2 separate regions of the Mus musculus genome follow, and region 1 is linked to region 2. Evidence: chromatin contacts called from public Hi-C data. All regions are on one chromosome and are shown on one strand. The core of a region is the stretch at or near the end of the contact, and the rest is flanking DNA. Distances in the headings are between cores, read along the strand shown. Region 1 overlaps Syne1 (spectrin repeat containing, nuclear envelope 1). Region 2 has its middle 110 kb from the start of Esr1.

Evidence for each region. A called contact is a pair of places that touch in the nucleus more often than the background predicts.
Region 1: a contact with region 2 is called in a Hi-C map of muscle stem cells, with 2.1 times the contacts expected there. The contact joins two enhancer-like sites. A contact is called at or near these places in 4 of 39 promoter capture datasets (embryonic stem cells, hippocampal neurons, liver and 1 more), 1 of 15 datasets of contacts at CTCF or cohesin (the NIH/3T3 cell line), 2 of 484 Hi-C or Micro-C datasets (large pre-B cells and muscle stem cells), 2 of 115 datasets of contacts at active chromatin or transcription factors (embryonic fibroblasts and large pre-B cells) and 1 of 9 other capture datasets (adipose tissue).

Annotation. Positions count from the first base shown.
Region 1 is chr10:5,082,009-5,084,984 of GRCm38.p6, reverse strand. Syne1 (spectrin repeat containing, nuclear envelope 1) reads left to right here. Exons shown (of 146, transcript NM_001347711.1): 127 at 1,006-1,161. Among named protein-coding and RNA genes, the nearest start is that of Gm51757, 240 kb to the left of the region's middle. Within about 2 kb of position 1,279, at least 7 of the 459 cell types and tissues checked have an H3K27ac peak or open chromatin away from gene starts, as enhancers often do. A contact at or near this core is called in muscle stem cells, where this site is marked.
Region 2 is chr10:4,597,097-4,599,979 of GRCm38.p6, reverse strand. No RefSeq gene overlaps it. Among named protein-coding and RNA genes, the nearest start is that of Esr1, 110 kb to the left of the region's middle. Within about 2 kb of position 1,534, at least 18 of the 459 cell types and tissues checked have an H3K27ac peak or open chromatin away from gene starts, as enhancers often do. A contact at or near this core is called in muscle stem cells, where this site is marked.

The DNA.
Region 1 (2,976 bases), core at 30-2,529, 490 kb before region 2:
CATTCTCATCTCCCCAAACACTTGGAAAAGCATTCTGCTTTTGAACTTGGAGACTGGGAGAATGTATTTCCATACAGCGCCATTATGTTCTTTCCCAAATCACCCTCCACAGCAAAACAAAGCAATTACCAGAAAATTTCAGGCTAAAACCTTGTTTGCTGAAATTGCCTGGAAAGGTAGCCTCAGATAGTGCCGTTAATTACTCTTGCCTTTAGAAACTTGTCTCTGGTGTGAAGAGACAGGAAAGGCAGAGGAGAAGTGGTATGAAATTCTCCATTCATACACTAAATGAGCTGGAACCTGAAAACAATGGCTGGCAGAGAGGGAGAGTGACACAAATGGCAGAACCTGTCCAAGCATGGAAGGAAACCTCTGCTCGTTCACATTGAATTTCCTTAAACAATGCTCCCAAAGGACAGGTCTATCATCAAGAACTTCAATAAATCTCTGATCCTACAGAATGTGTACTTAGTGAGTTATTTTGAATACAGGAAAAACTGTGACAAATTGATATTTCATGATAAGGATATATCACAGAATAGGTCAACTCAGCATTCAAAAATGAAGTTCAAGTTAGGAAATTTTTCTTTTAAATATTTCACTAGTGTGATCAGGAACAGGACAAAACTAGTGGGTGGTTTGGTAATCAGTTTAGGTATATTTATGGTCTCAGGATTGTAGAATGAGACATATTTAGAATAAAGAAGGCCATTAAAGTGACAAACTTGGATTTGGAAAAGTCAAAAGCAAAAACAAACAAACTAACAACCCCACCACCACCATCCTAGAAAGACTACGTATATGGTGGAAAGTTTCAGCAGGGACATTTTTTTTCAGAAGAAAGTGGCAGGCTTTCAAGTTATGTAGGATGCAAATAAGGATCTTGAGTGTGGTGTTCAGAAAGAGTTTATATCAAGGAAATCCCGGTGAGACAGGTCACCAAAGACCCCTCAAAGGATTGAAGGTAGATGTTGTGGGTGTTCATGGATGCTTGTCTCACTGTAGGAACTGGAAAACGCAGTTGGGAGGTGGACAGATGACCTGACAGAGTTGATGCTGGTGAGGGATGCCCTGGCTGTCTACCTCAGTGCTGAGGACATCTCCATGCTGAAGGAACGCGTGGAGCTTCTGCAAAGACAATGGGAAGAGCTTTGTCACCAGGTAAGCTGTGGTCTAAATGAATAAGTAGCCCCTCGTGATGGGAAGGCTGAGGGTGATCCATGATGCAAGACATGCCTGATCCGTATCTCAACCCACCCCATGACTCATACATAAACAGAGGAGGGTGTGGTTGTTGCCAGAATATGTTAGAACAAGGATACCTATATCATCATATTATACTTGAATTCATCTGTACCGAAGCATTTATTTTTTCTTCCCTGGCTGGCACAAACTGCTGTACTTTCTAGGTGTGAATTTTCAGCTGGGAAGGTAACAGTAGTATGTTCTGCATTTTAAACACAGAAGAAATGCATTGTTTTGGTTTTACTTAGAGTTCTAGAAATAATTTTATTTGTGGAAAGTTTATAGTCATTCCTTATAATTCACTGTGTATGGCATTGTTAGGTTTACATCATTTATTAAATGCCTTTCTCTTTCTGGTGAGAAGGGACTACCTGCTGGTTTTTGTTTTTGTTTTGTTTTGTTTTTTTGGGGAGCATATTCTACTTTATTAGGATTCCCATTTCCTCCTGGTTATGTGCCAGCATGGATCATAGTCCGGCGCATTCCCATTTCCTCCTGGTTATGTGCCAGCATGGATCATAGTCCGGCGCATTCCCATTTCCTCCTGGTTATCTGCCAGCATGGATCATAGTCCGGCGCATTCCCATTTCCTCCTGGTTATGTGCCAGCATGGATCATAGTCCGGCGCATTCCCATTTCCTCCTGGTTATGTGCCAGCATGGATCATAGTCCGGCGCATTCCCATTTCCTCCTGGTTGTCTGCCAGCATGGATCATAGTCCGGCGCATTCCCATTTCCTCCTGGTTATGTGCCAGCATGGATCATAGTCCGGCGCATTCCCATTTCCTCCTGGTTATGTGCCAGCATGGATCATAGTCCGGCGCATTCCCATTTCCTCCTGGTTATGTGCCAGCATGGATCATAGTCCGGCGCATTCCCATTTCCTCCTGGTTATGTGCCAGCATGGATCATAGTCCGGCGCATTCCCATTTCCTCCTGGTTATGTGCCAGCATGGATCATAGTCCGGCGCATTCCCATTTCCTCCTGGTTATCTGCCAGCATGGGTCATAGTCCGGCGCATTCCCATTTCCTCCTGGTTATGTGCCAGCATGGATCATAGTCCGGCGCATTCCCATTTCCTCCTGGTTATGTGCCAGCATGGATCATAGTCCGGCGCATTCCCATTTCCTCCTGGTTATGTGCCAGCATGGATCATAGTCCGGCGCATTCCCATTTCCTCCTGGTTATGTGCCAGCATGGATCATAGTCCGGCGCATTCCCATTTCCTCCTGGTTATGTGCCAGCATGGATCATAGTCCGGCGCATTCCCATTTCCTCCTGGTTATGTGCCAGCATGGATCATAGTCCGGCGCATTCCCATTTCCTCCTGGTTATCTGCCAGCATGGGTCATAGTCCGGCGCATTCCCATTTCCTCCTGGTTATGTGCCAGCATGGATCATAGTCCGGCGCATTCCCATTTCCTCCTGGTTATGTGCCAGCATGGATCATAGTCCGGCGCATTCCCATTTCCTCCTGGTTATGTGCCAGCATGGATCATAGTCCGGCGCATTCCCATTTCCTCCTGGTTATGTGCCAGCATGGATCATAGTCCGGCGCATTCCCATTTCCTCCTGGTTATCTGCCAGCATGGGTCATAGTCCGGCGCATTCCCATTTCCTCCTGGTTATGTGCCAGCATGGATCATAGTCCGGCGCATTCCCATTTCCTCCTGGTTATGTGCCAGCATGGATCATAGTCCGGCGCATTCCCATTTCCTCCTGGTTATGTG
Region 2 (2,883 bases), core at 285-2,784:
AAAATCAGTCAACCTTTGCCAAGTCAGAAAGAACAAACCAGCAGGGCCTAGTGTTCTGTATTCGGCTTTTAAAGGGTATTTCAAACAATAGAGAACAAACACTGCGTAATCACACCAAAGGTTTACAAACAGCACAGCTGACTAATGCAACAAAGTCAGCCAACCAGTGGCTGTCCCTACAGAAACGCCACACCCTGTGCTGCACCTGTGACATGCCCTGCCACTGCTGGCACCAATTCAGGGAGCCTCTCCTGGCAGAGAAATATTCCTGTCTCCTGGCTAGTTCTCATCCTCATGTGGGAGACAGTCTTGAGACCTTGTAAGAAAGTACGAGAATTCCCACTTTCCAGGAAGGGAAATCAAGGCAGGAAGAGATTAATCCCTCTGTTAAGGAAGCAGAGGTTAAAATGTCTGGGTCTCCAGGAATACTAGGGACCAGCTGGATTCGTGGTATCATGGAAACCAAATGCTCCCCTCAAGAGACTCGGGGTTCGGAATTGCTTGTTCTGAAGCCTAGCTCGGACATCTCTTCTTTTGCAGAACTCTTCCCTGCTCTCTGCCTTTGGTTTTTCTTTCCTCATACTCTACACTCATTTCCAGGTTGTCTACAAAAAAAATCGAACATGGTTATAATTAGCCCCAGGGAAGTAGCCAAAAGCCTCTTTCTTCTCCTAGGAGTTGGGGGCATCCATGTGCCTTGAGGTAAACGACCATCTGCTAGGATTTGAGGATGTTCTTGATTACAGTCTCTCTAGTAATTTACATGAGTAGAGAGGGAAGATGGGGAGGGCTGCAAACCGGAGCTCTCCAGAACGCCTTCCCATGAGGGATGCTAAATTCAACGTGTGAGGGTGCCAAGTCAGGGGAGAGGAGGCTGCCCGTGTGTTGGCTCAGCTCATTAGCACGGTTTGAAGATACTTATGATGAGACCGCACGGGGCGCACGCTGTGTTGCCAGTAAGTAAACCGGAGCTAGAAGCTACACGTCTTAAGTGCTTGTGAAAAATCTTCCAGAAGATGGACTATGTCACCAGACCCTGATCCTCATCCAAGTGGTCCAAGTGTTCTCAATTTGGGTCAGTATTTGTTAATGGGAACGAGAGCCTCCTTAGCAAATCCTGGTCAAGAGAGATGGGTGGGTGGGCTTCCTCCAGTCTCAGTTCATTTGCAGCCACTGCCCTTAGAAGATCCAGCAGGATTGAAAGGTACAAAGGGAACGTTAGTGAAGTAGGGTCCGGCCATTTCTTTCTCTACTTTTATTTTAACCAGGCTCTTTGAGTACCTCCACATCTGTGTACTGTGTACTGTGTACTGTGTAGTCTGTACTTCTGTGTACTGTGTACTGTGTATTGTGCAGTCCTTCATCTCCTGCTCCCGGTACCTTCAGTCGTCTCTGGTGTTTCTTTCTTCCCTCCCTTCTCAGCTACAATTGAAGCCCTGATTCCTCTTCCTAAGTTATCGCCTCTCCACAGACACCGTGAAATCCAAGGACAGATGCTGGCCTTCCATTCCATAGACCTCGGTTGGCTCTCTGCTGCCCCCATCTGGTCCATACAAGAATTTCCTGTTGTGATCTTACCCTTTAAAATTTAGAGTCTGGATTTCTTTTGTTGTTGTTGTTTTTGGTGGTTTTTTTTTTTTTTTTTTTTTTTTTTTTTTTTTTTTTTTTTTCGAGACAGGGTTTCTCTGTATAGCCCTTTGAAAATCAGGCTGGCCTCGAACTCAGAAATCCGCCTGCCTCTGCCTCCCGAGTGCTGGGATTAAAGGCATGTGCCACCACCGCCCGGCTTAAGAGTCTGGATTTCTGAAGGCAATTTGAATGTTGCTAATTACTTCTCACTATAACTTTACTTAACTTACGGACCCCAAACTATTCTTTTTTTTTTTTTTTTTTTTTTTTTTTTTGAGACAGGGTTTCTCTGTATAGCTCTGGCTGTCCTGGAACTCACTCTGTAGACCAGGCTGGCCTCGAACTCAGAAATCCGCCTGCCTCTGCCTCCCGAGTGCTGGGATTAAAGGCGTGCGCCACCATGCCCGGCCCCCAAACTATTCTTAATGTATAATGACAAATTATACTACAAAGTTATGAGCTATATCAGGAAGCACCTTGTGGTTTTGTTCTGTTTTGTTTTGTTTTTAATAAGTGGAAAACAGTGGTATTCTAAGAATTTTTTTAAATCCTATAGGCTTTTTCAAATCACTAGAACATTAGAATCATTGGTACGCTTATCCTAGAGTCATAACATTCATATTTTCCTCTCGTTCTACTTCAAATACCCAATGGTGGTAATAAGACAGTTAGGGATGGATAACAGGGGAGAAGGAGGAAGACAGAAATTATCTGGAACTCCCCAGACACTTAGCAAACGTCTTAGAACACATCCCAGCATCTTAACCACAGCCCTAGCCATATAACCATTTGTTTTTGTTACTGTTCTATTGCCGTGACCAAGACAACTTATAACAGAAAGCATTTAATTGTGGGCTTGCTTACAGTTTCAGAGGGTGAGTCTACGGCCATCATGGCAGGGAGCATGGCAGCAGGCAGGCAGACATGGCCCTGGGGCAGTATCTGAGAGATCATATCTTAGCCACAAGACAGAAGCAACAGGAAGAGAAGACTGGGCCTGGCTTGTGCTTTTGAAACCTCAAAAGCCACCACACACACACACACACACACACACACACACACACACACACACGCACTCCGACACTCCTCCTCCAACAAAGCCACTCTTCCTGGCCCTTCCTAAACAGTCCTGGGAAACAGACCTTCGAATATAAGAGCGTGTGGGGTTCATCCATATCCAAGCCATCACATTCTACTCCCTGACCCCCAACAGGCTTATGGCCACATCATAATGCAAAGTGCCTCCCGTCCAGC